2 separate regions of the Capra hircus genome follow, and region 2 is linked to region 1. Evidence: chromatin contacts called from public Hi-C data. All regions are on one chromosome and are shown on one strand. Each heading gives the region's core, a stretch centred on a gene start, on an enhancer-like site or on the middle of the called end of the contact. The rest is flanking DNA. Distances are from core to core; before and after follow the strand shown.

Evidence for each region. Hi-C and Micro-C count contacts between places; a contact is called where the count stands out from the background.
Region 2: a Hi-C map of blood shows a contact between it and region 1, with 2.9 times the contacts expected there. The contact joins the promoter of C28H10orf105 here to the enhancer-like site in region 1. A contact is called at or near these places in 3 of 5 Hi-C or Micro-C datasets (all in blood).

What each region holds. Positions count from the first base shown.
Region 1 is chr28:17,659,798-17,665,126 of ARS1.2, forward strand. It overlaps CDH23 (cadherin-23), which reads right to left. Exons shown (of 69, transcript XM_018042178.1): 60 at 4,038-4,294; 61 at 3,591-3,688; 62 at 3,071-3,191; 63 at 2,908-2,987; 64 at 2,736-2,776; 65 at 2,525-2,585; 66 at 1,925-2,054; 67 at 1,678-1,800; 68 at 1,201-1,305; 69 at 1-389. The coding sequence ends at 63. Among named protein-coding and RNA genes, the nearest start is that of PSAP, 37 kb to the left of the region's middle. Within about 2 kb of position 1,899, at least 1 of the 5 cell types and tissues checked has an H3K27ac peak or open chromatin away from gene starts, as enhancers often do.
Region 2 is chr28:17,756,640-17,761,499 of ARS1.2, forward strand. C28H10orf105 reads left to right here and starts at 1,337. Exons shown (of 2, transcript XM_018042150.1): 1 at 1,337-1,352; 2 at 3,073-3,449. The coding sequence starts at 1,337. The coding sequence ends at 3,449. All of the region lies in intron 27 of CDH23 (cadherin-23), which reads right to left.

The sequences.
Region 1 (5,329 bases), core at 649-3,148:
GCCCCTGCTCTGGCCCTGGGGGGCGCTGGGCTGCTCATACCAGGTGGGCTCCCCGCATCTAGTCAGAGCTCCGTGATCTCCAGGGGGCTCTCCATGATCACGTCGCGAAGCTTGTGCAGGGGTGTGGATTTGGCGGACTCTGTGCGGGCGTTGCGCTCGAAGGTGCTGGCCTCGGCTGTCGTCAGTGTCTCCAGGGAGCGGCCCAGGCCCTTCTGGTCATCCTCGGGCAGGCTGTTGAGGTCAGTGGCCAGCAGCGTGCCCGTGCTCCCGTGCATCACATGGATCCCGTCTGGCCCTCTGAGCTCGGTAGGCGGCTTGTGGCAGAAACGCAGGCTGCCCTGGCCAGGGCTGCGCTCCCCTGGCTCCTCTTCCAGCTCGGTCTGGATCAGCTGCAAGAGGCCGGGACCCCCATATGCTCAGGGCCTGCCCGTGTGCAGGTCGATGGCCCCAGAGTCCTACCTGCTACGGGCTTGTTTTCTCCCTACCGCACACAAGGAACCCTGGGGCTTGTGTCACAGAAGCCTGCGCAGCCTATGACCATGTTGCTCAAACTGGGTACAAAGGAGAACCATAGATGCGTCTGGTGATGCAGGTGTGTTTCTGCAGAGCATGGGGTTCCTGTGAGAATCTGTGTAAGTTCCTGTATTCACTCTGAGGCCTATGAAGATCCTGTGACTGCAACTGTGGAACCTGGGCTTGTTAGTGGGCTGGCCTCAAGCAGGATCAGCTCTCACTGTGGCAGGTGGGAAGTGTCCACAGTGGAACCTGGAGGGGACTGGTAAGGTCCAGCAGAGATAGCGAATGGTGCTTCTGTCCTGAATGGAGCGTTTCTGTTTTCACCTCTGGCAGTGGGGAATATTGGCCCAGCTGGAAATCTGAATCTTTTAGATAAAGTCTGACTGTTTAAAGTGATTGGCATGGCACTGCAGTCAGTTTCTAAAATTGACATCCTCTCTCAAGGATACCTTCTTGGGGTTTCTCAGATCTGAGAAACACTGCTTCAGCACCCACCCATCCCTGGGAAAGCCCACTGCAGAGTCCAGAGAGCAGAACCCAACTGTCTTGACGCCCTGGACCCCCACCCACTGCAGTCTTGGGTCCTAGCTGCATCTCAGAGACTCCGAGGAGGATGAAAGAGAGGGAGGGAGAGAGCACCCCCAGGGCTGGGGCACAGCACACAGCTCCCAGCCCACCCGCTACCTCGGAGATGGAGGAGTGGCAGGAGGAGGCTTTTTGCACCATCCGCTGTGCAAAGAGCTTTTTGAGCCGCAGGTAATCCTCCAGGACCACCTTCAGCAGCGAGCCCTGGGGGAGGGAGAGGGTTAACCCCCACCAAGGCCCTCCCCTTCCTGCCCCACCCCCTACTCTCTCCCCTGACAGGTGGGGGTAATGGAAGGTGACTCTGGGCGTCTGATCCTAGGGTAGAGGGTGGGAGCAGAGCCTGCTGACAGTGGCCAGCTGGACCCATTGTCACCGGAGTCCTGGCCTTGAGGCCACTGGGGCTGAAGCAGCTCATCAGCCCAGGGCTGCTCTCTGTTCTTGACCCCCAGAGGGCGGGTCTAGCTGAGGCCCCAGAGGTGGAGGAAGCTGTTTCCCAGGACCCTTCCCGTCCCTGCATCCCCTGGAGTCCAAGCCCAGCCAGGGGTCTGGGTGCAGGAGGCTGCTAGGACGACTCACCTTGATGGGCCCCTCCCGAATGATCTGGCCCAGCTTGGCAATGTTATCATACTCCTGGATGGCAGCCCGCAGGTACCGCTCATCGTCAGGCTTGACCGCTGCTGGTTCTCGCCCGAAAGTTCCCTGGGGAGAGGAGGCGTTAGCTGGAGCAGGAGTAGACGGCACGCACACGTGTACACACATGCGTACACACACGTGTCCATGTGTGCACACGCGCATGTCCCCGCCCGCTCTGGCCCAGGCTCACATGGGTGCGGGTGGGGCTGTTCCACAGGTCAGCGACCTCACTCAGGTTCTCTGGCAGGTCATCCTCGTGCTCAGCCTGGGCGGCCAGCTCCAGGTTCCGGCAGAAAGGATCCAGCCACACAGGGTTGGCCCTGCAGATGGAGTGGGGTTGGGGGAAGGCTGAGAGAGGAAGGCTGGAGTGGATGGACACTTGATGCCTGAGGGAAATGGGCCCCCACCGTTTCCTCGGCAATATCTTGTCACAGGACTGGGGGTTGAGGGTGGTAAGAAATGCCCCTTACCTGTGGGTGCATCCTCCCCTCAAAGATCCCACAAGAACCAGGACAACATCCCCATCTGGATTGGCTTTGGTGTGGAGGCCTCCTCTTGCACCCGCTACCCATGCCTCCCTGGAACTTGAGGCCCAATCAGGTTGGGGAGCCCAAGTCAGGGTGGAGAGAGGGGTGTTTGGGCCAGCAGGGGGCACCCACACTCCAGGTTTCAGCCAGTCCATGATGCCCTCAGGGCCTGAGAGGCAGTAGAGACTTTACCCCAGTTTGGTCCAGGGTGGGGATGGAGTTTCCCTAAAGTGCACCCAGCAGGGTTCAGGGACCCCACTCACCCATCGAAGGAATACTTGTTGGTGTTGGGCATGTCCATGATGTCAATGAAGCCACGATTCCCTGTAGGAGAAGGGTTGGGGTGTGAGGTAGAGGGGTACACCCTGCTGGGGCTGGGGAGCTGGGCCTGAGCCAGCCTTGTGAGGCCCTGGCGGTCACTCTAGGCCCTCAGGGGCCCCTCCTATCTCCCCACCCATCACAGCCCTCTCTTACCTGCAGAGCCAGCCACAATGGCTTTGAGCTTCCTCTTGTGTCTAGAAAGAAGCAGAGGGGCTGGTGAAGGAAGCTGGGGCTGGACTGGCACCTTAGGGCCTAATGGCCCTGCCTGCCTCCGTGACTGTCTGCAGTCAGCCTGTCTCAGGGCAGGGCAGTAGGGGTCACTCACACGGTCCTGTAGTACCAGTTCATGAGGATGAAGAGCATGGCAGCCAGGAAGAGGAGAATGGCCAGGACAATGATCGCCATCTAGGGGAGCAGGGTCGGGCCTGAGTGGGTGAGAGCACCCAGGGCAGCACGGGGACTGTGGGGGTAGGTGTCACCTGGGGTACCTGCAGGGCGGACATGTCATCGGGCAGGCGGACAGAGATGGCGGGCTGCACGTCCAGGACGTTGTAGTTCCGGAACAGATTCCTTAGTTGCTCCTTGTTTTCGTCGATCATCTGGATCACCCTGGGCGAGGGGGCAGAGGCATCAGCCATTCCTCGAGAGCTCGTCCCACTCAGGCCAGTCTGCCCCCAAATTCACCCCCCACCAAGCCTTGTGAGATTCAGGCCCACCCAGCTTAGATAACCTTGTATTTTACAGCTTCACCATCCCTTCACATAAGATCCTGTTTGATCCTCACAATTGCTGTAATAGTCCCATTTCACACATGGGAAGAGTAAGGCTCAGGGGGTGGATCTCTGTTCATACACCTTCTCTCTACCTGCCCTGCCCACCCCTGGGTGAGAGCCTCCCATACAGCAGGCATGATGGTGTTACCCTGCTCCCAAACTCCAGGGTCAGGGCAGGCTGACAGACCCAACTCCAGGGCAGGGAGCAGACAGCTGAGCACAGACGCACACCCACCGGTCCACATCCAGGATGCGGTTGGTATCGCGGTTCACCACGTGGATGAGCAGCTCCGTCTGTGCAAAGTTCACCCGGCCCTTCTTGTCCACGTGGAACTGGGTGAGAAGGGCATCATGGGAGGCGTGGCAGGAGCAAGGCATGTGAGGGGCAGGCCTCTTCCAGCAGCCCCTCCTGCCCTGCCCTGCCCAAACCCCAGCACTACTGAATGCTCACCAAGGGTCAAGCTCGAGGCTGACCACTGAACTGCACTGGGCCAGACACTATTATTAGCCCCAGTTTATAGAGGGGGAAACAGGCCCAGAGAGCTAGAAGGACCATGCTCAGGCAGCTAAGAAATGACTGATCCCTTTCATACACCCCAATCTCTCTGCACTACTCTGTCCCTGTCCTGGCCCCTCTTCTTGCTCCATTGCCCCTAGACCCAGAGCAAGTTCCTCAGGGTACCTGCACGTCATCGGTGTTGACGATAGCACCGGTGATGTTGGAGAGCAGGCGGATGAACTCCTCCTCAAAGCCACGCACACGGTCGGGGATCTCGTTAATGACAATCTTGACCCGCTGGTCGTCCCTCAGGATGTAGATGCCGATGACAGCTGTGTCATTGTGGCCCGCCAAGTCCCGGGCCACGATGTCCACCACAAAGTAACCAGGGCTGTAGGCCATGAAGAGGTCGAAGGTGCGCAGGATGCCATCCACGCTCCCTGCAGGGAGAGCCCATGGCTGGTGCACTTTCTCTAGAGAATTCTGTTTTATTTAAACACGTGGCATACTAAAAACACAACTTGGGCTGCACTGGCCCAAGGATGACAAGCTGGACCCTGCCATCCCACGCTGGGAGGCTGTGGAGCACTTCTGAGCACCCCCGTGTCTGTTTCTCACACATAACACATGCGCCTTGGAATTTCACAACCACATCAGAGAGATGACCGGCGGTGGTACGGCACAGTCTTCTCTTAAAAGACTGGATTCAGAGACTTAGATCTGGGTTCAGCGTCTGCCACTCTGTAGCTTTGTGACCTGTAGCAAGCTGCTTATTAGTTTAAGAGCAGTGGGAACTTGGAGGACAAAGCGATGTTGTCCGGTGGTGTGGCTGGAGGTGGCGGCATGTGAACTAGACCTTAGAGGGTGGTGAGGGGAGCATCCTGAAGGCAGAGATGAAGGTCAGGATGGTGTTCCAGGAAGTGAACACAAAGGGATCCAAGGCCCAGGCAGGATGGTGTGAAGCAGGCTGAAGGAATGGTGAGTAGTTAAGCCTGAGTGGGAGCCGTGCCCTTAAGGGTAAAAAGGGCTGTGGAACCAGAAAGTGGGATTAGAAGGAGGAGCTGATGAGCCTAGAAAGCCAGGTCAAAGAACCTGAATTGATTGCTGTGGGCAGCAAAGTGCAGGGAAGGGGCTGGAGCTGGAGGTTTGATTGGGACACCCACTGGGACACCTTCTGGAACCTAACCCAGAGATGCTCAGCTCTCCACACAGGCAGATGCACAAGCAACCATGCACACTTTTAGGCTGAAGTGTGCCTTTTGAATTCTGGCTCCCCAGTTCCTACCTAGTACAATGCCTGATGCAGGGGAGAGTGAGGTGCACAAATGGAAAGATAGGAGGATATATGGAAAGGCGAACGGGGAGATGGATGGGCAGACGAATGAATGAAGATGAATGAATGGATGCATGGGTGGATGGATGAGGAGGTGGGAAGAAGAGAAGAAAGTGGGTGGGTAGGTATAGAGATGGACAGG
Region 2 (4,860 bases), core at 87-2,586, 96 kb after region 1:
GCCCAACTCCTCCATGAGGCTCCCTCTTCCCAGCCCAGTTGCCATCTCGACCTTCCTGGCTTTCCCCTCCCCCCAGGGAGGGCCCAGACTCTTCCAGACAAAGCCAGGTCTAACTGGAGAGTGAGGGGTGAGGGCCACTCTGCCTGGCTGGCTGAGGGACACAGGCAGAGCCCAGGGCAGGTGGGGGTCACAGAGCCGACCAGTGCTCCCGGGACCTCCCTTGAACAGCTGAGAAGACCTCTCGCCCAGCTGCAGACTGCCGAGGGCTGGCTGTGAGGTCAGTGCTGGGGCCTGCAGGGAAGTGGGGCAGCACGCTGCCTGGGGTTCTGTGGGGAGGATGTGCGCATGTGCTCAGACATGGGGAATCCCTCTGCTTTCGTAGCGAGTGGAACCTAGGCCCAGGTAGCAGCAGTGGTTAGTCTCAGGCCACCCAAAAAGATGTGCTGAGGTCAGTCCCCTCTGATCACAGCAGGCCCTGCTCTTGGAGCTCTGAATGAAGAAAGAAGGTTCTAGACTGAGCTTGCAGAGATATGTCCAAAGTGAGGCCTGCAGGCATGCCTGGGGCTCCAGTGGGCAGGGAGAGGCTTCAGCTGCTCTTGAGATCATTCCTAGCCTTGGTCTGACAGAGGCCTCCTTTCCCCAGAACCACTGGCCCTGGCTGGCTGCTCAGACAGGGCAGCCGGGGGCCCTGCAGTCAGTCTTGCCGCACCTCCCTGGAAGGATGGCCTGATATTTTCAACCACTCGGGAATCTCCTGCTCCCAAAGAAAATACTCCAATGCCAATTTAGCCTCACATGTTTTTTCAAAGCATTGCCCCACGGACTGAAGCCTGGACCTGCTTTGCTAGCCTGATAGGGTCTCCAGGTCCATGCGGAGGTCTCGAGATAGCATCAGGACTAGCAGGGCTGTGACTTCCCTCACTTCAGACTGCCCTTTTCTTACTCCCAGCCAAGCGCTTCCCTGGGGAGGATGGAGGGATGGGCAGTTCTCTCCCCAGGGGCCATGGCAGTGGGCACACCCCATCCCTCTTCCCTTCCAGATTCAAGGAAGGGCCAACCCACATATGGCCTGGTCAGCACACTCTCTAGGCCTGATGCTAAGAGGCGGAGGTCCCAGGCAGCTAGATGGGCATCAAAGTTTCCATCTGGGAGCTGGGAGGGGTCATTCTCTGGAAATGCTGGGAAGGAGTGGTGGTGGGGACTGGGTGGGGGTAGGGGGTGGGGTGCACTGGATGCCCTTAGTCCCTGGGCACAGGGGAGGCCGCAGGCAGAGGAGGCTGGGCACAGAGAGCCAAGAGTTAGGTCCTGCGGCTGTTGGTGAGTACCTGGTGTGGCGATGGCGGCTCGGGAGGGTGTGGGCCAGGGGGGCCCCTTCTCCATTTCCCACTTCCTGCTGACTTGGTGGGCTCTGCAGCCCACAGGCAGAGTCTCAGTATAACCGAAAGCCCTCCCTCCTCCCTAGTGTTGGTGCTACGACTTGCCTAAGTTAGACTAGGCTGTGACTTAGGAAAAGGAGAGAACTCTGTTATCCTCTAGGTCACGAAAGTCTCAAAGGTCAAAGAGAAACAAATGATTATTTCTTATTAAACCCCCTTCTGGATTTCCTATCCTGTGTTTGTAGAAATCAAAGATCACAAATGTTGGCCTGCAAGCTGTATGTGGCCTCCTTATGTATTTTGTTTGGCCCATTCGTAGTATTTTAAATATTTGAAAATTTATTTGGATTTAAAAAAAAATCAAGTTTGTTTGGCCTTTGCAGTATCTTTTTTGCCCCCCCCTGTCTCTCCAGAGGGGATTCAACCAGATTTGAATTAGGTGGCAACACTTCAACATCAGGGAAGTTTGCCTTAAAAAAGTCCAGATTTCTGGCTTCTCTTGGGAATCTGGAAGAGGGATCACAGTGGCCTGCCTTCTGGGATTCTGTCAGCTCAGCTGAGGCCCCTCTGTCCCCACTCTTCAGGTAGACCTGCCCACCTGTCCTGCTGGTAACATGCTATCTACTAGCTGGTCTCTAACTATGTAAATTTGCAACCAAGAGCTCAGTTTGATTTGCTAGCTATAAGGAATCTGCCGCCAACCCCCCCCCAACCCCCCACCAGTGGGATGATCCTAAGTGGTAATGGATGACTATGTCTGGGGGTTTCCAGCCCCACCTTGTCAAGTGGGCTGCTCTCTGGGGGTTCTTTCCCACTTGTTCTCAGGAAGCCCTGGGAGAGGGCTGGGAGCCAGCAGGGTGGCAATGCCACCAGTCCAGGGGTTGGGGACCCTGGTTCTAGCTTCAGCTTGGCCATTGGCTCACAGTGTGGCCTTGGGCTTGGCTGCCCCTTATTTGGGCCTCAGTTTCCTCACTTGTCTCTGGAGCAGGCTGGACTTCTTTGGGAAGCACCAACAGGAATTCCCCTGGGGGTCAGGTGGGTAACATAGCTGCGTAGGGAGCCGGAGGGCAGGGAGTGTAGTGAGCTGGGGGCCAGCACCCCGTCTAAATTGGGCAGCTGCTGTTCAGCCCCAGCCCCTGGGGGCCGGCAGCAATGGGCCCCATGTTGCTATTGCTAAAATTCTGAAATTTCAAGAGAAGCCAGGTGTTCAGATATTTAAGTGAAACCTCGTTTTTTTTTTTTTTTTTTTTTTAAAAACATCCACAATTAATTTAAGTTTATAAAAGCACTGTAAGAACTCGACCAGTTTGTAGCCTTGGTGGCAGATAACTGCTAGGATCCTTGCCCTCTGCAGCTATAACTGATGGTTTGTTCCTGGTCACAGAGCAAGCTAGGGAGGGGATTGGTCTTAGATCCCAAGACTCTGTTGTGATTCATGAGAATTGACTTTAAAATGCCAGAAGGCATTACCCTTCCTGCCTCCTCTGTGACAGGCAGGCAGGGACTGTAGCAGAGGGAGGATCTGAGTTCAGGCCCAGCCCCATCACTCTCCCGCTATGTGACTTTAGACTTGCTGCCTCTCCCAGGCTCACTGTTCTCACCTGGAAAATGAGCGCAGTGCCCAGCAGCCATCAAAGCCCCCTCCCCCTCCAGTCCTGAATGCAGCGCATTTGCTCCTGTCTCATTCCTGTTGCAGGAGCCATGAACACAGAGGGCCCCAGCCCCCTCGCCTTCCTCACAGCTCCAGCCACTCCGGGGAGGCTCTCAGAGGCCATTGACCCCATCCCCGTGCTCATTGCCCTGGCCTGCATCTTCCTTCTGCTGGCCACCTGTCTGCTGTTCATGACCCTCTGCAAGCCCCGGGCACTGGACCCGAGCCGCCGCCGGGCCCGCGAGTGCATGCCCCACCACCCAGGGAGCCCCAGCGAGCCCCAGCTCCGCCTCTGGAAGCGCCTGGGCTCGCTGCGCCGCTCCCTGCACAGCTTCCGCCGAGGCCGGCCTGCCCCCCGGCGCCCCCTGCCGGGCAGAGAGGACAACCACGACTGCGACTGCACGGAATCTACCAAGATGTGACAGGGGTGTCCTCCAATTCCATCCACAGACCCTCCTGCCTTGGGCAGAACCAGGCACCTCAGGCTGCAAGAGGGCAGTGGCTCAAATAACCTGGGCCACAAGCCCACTGCCAGCGGTACCCTGTGCACTCAGGCCCGGGGCCTTTCCCAGGGATCGTCCCCCGGAAGAATGCCTTCCTTCCTGCTGCCGCTTTAGCTGCTGCCGGTTGGAAGGCTCCTGGACCCGTGACTGGGCACCTGCAACCATCTGGACCCTTGGCCCAAGGCTTTCAACGGTACAAACCTGGGGCCCCCAAGGCCCCTCTCTGACCACCAGGCACCAGCCATCTCCAGGAAGCAGCCCCCCTTCTTCCCAAGAGAAGCCCTGCCCACCCTCCAGGTGCCAAAGCCCCATTCAGATTCCAGTGCCAGTTGCTGAATGGCCAAAGGTTCCCTCCAGCCAAGCGAAATACTCGGCCATGCTGGGGGCAAGGGAGTGTCCTGCCCTCTGTGCCAACTCAGTGCCCGAGGCAAAGAGGAACCCAGGGAATCCTCTCCCCCGACTTCCTGGACCTTGCCTGCATTTGCCTGTAATCCGTGGGAGCAGCCAGCACCTCTGGTGGTAAATCGGATGCTGGGTGCCTGCTAGGAGGAGGGGCATTCTGGGGGCTCTCAACACACCTAGCCAGTCACAATCTTGGCTGCCACTTTGGCACACACCCCCCTCAATGCACCTGAGCCAGGATGGATGAGGAAGGGGCTGGGAATGACTTAAGAAGCTCCTTGCAGAGGCCAGGACTGGCGCTGTGTCAGAGCGGGAGGAGGCACTGTCCGCAACTGGAGGTGATATTATCCGGGCTCTGAGAGCATCGTAGAGGCTCCATGCCTCACCCAGGGAAGGAGGCAGGCTTCCTCCAGCTGGGAGGGTCCAGGCCTCTCCAGGATAGCTGTGGAACCTCAGGCCTCGACCACACGAGGTGCGCTATCTTATTTTTGGTGATTGCTTCAATGACTGGCTACTGTCAAAGCAATCCCACCCCAGGCTGGGCTTCTCAGAATCCCAAACCTTCAACCTCTCCTCGTAAGGTTGGGGCTAACCACTTTGATTGGTCCCCAATTTGGGGGGCTGGGCAGAGGGGTCTGAACTGCCCAGCTCCTGCCCCAGAGACTCATCTGTCTAGGGTCACCTGTACCCCATTAGGGACTGATCTACATAACCCTGCTCCAATCCACAGAGCAGCCAGGCAAGTCTTCTCACAGAGTGAGCTCTGATTCTGCCACTCCCCAGCTCCAGAACCTTTGTTGGCTCCCTACTGCTGGATCAAGCCAGAGCTTCTTTGTCTGGTGCTCGGTGCCCATTGGGAGCTGACAGCGAATGATGTTTCTAGCCTCATCTTGACCCAAGACTCCAGGCAAACTGAAATATCTGTCCA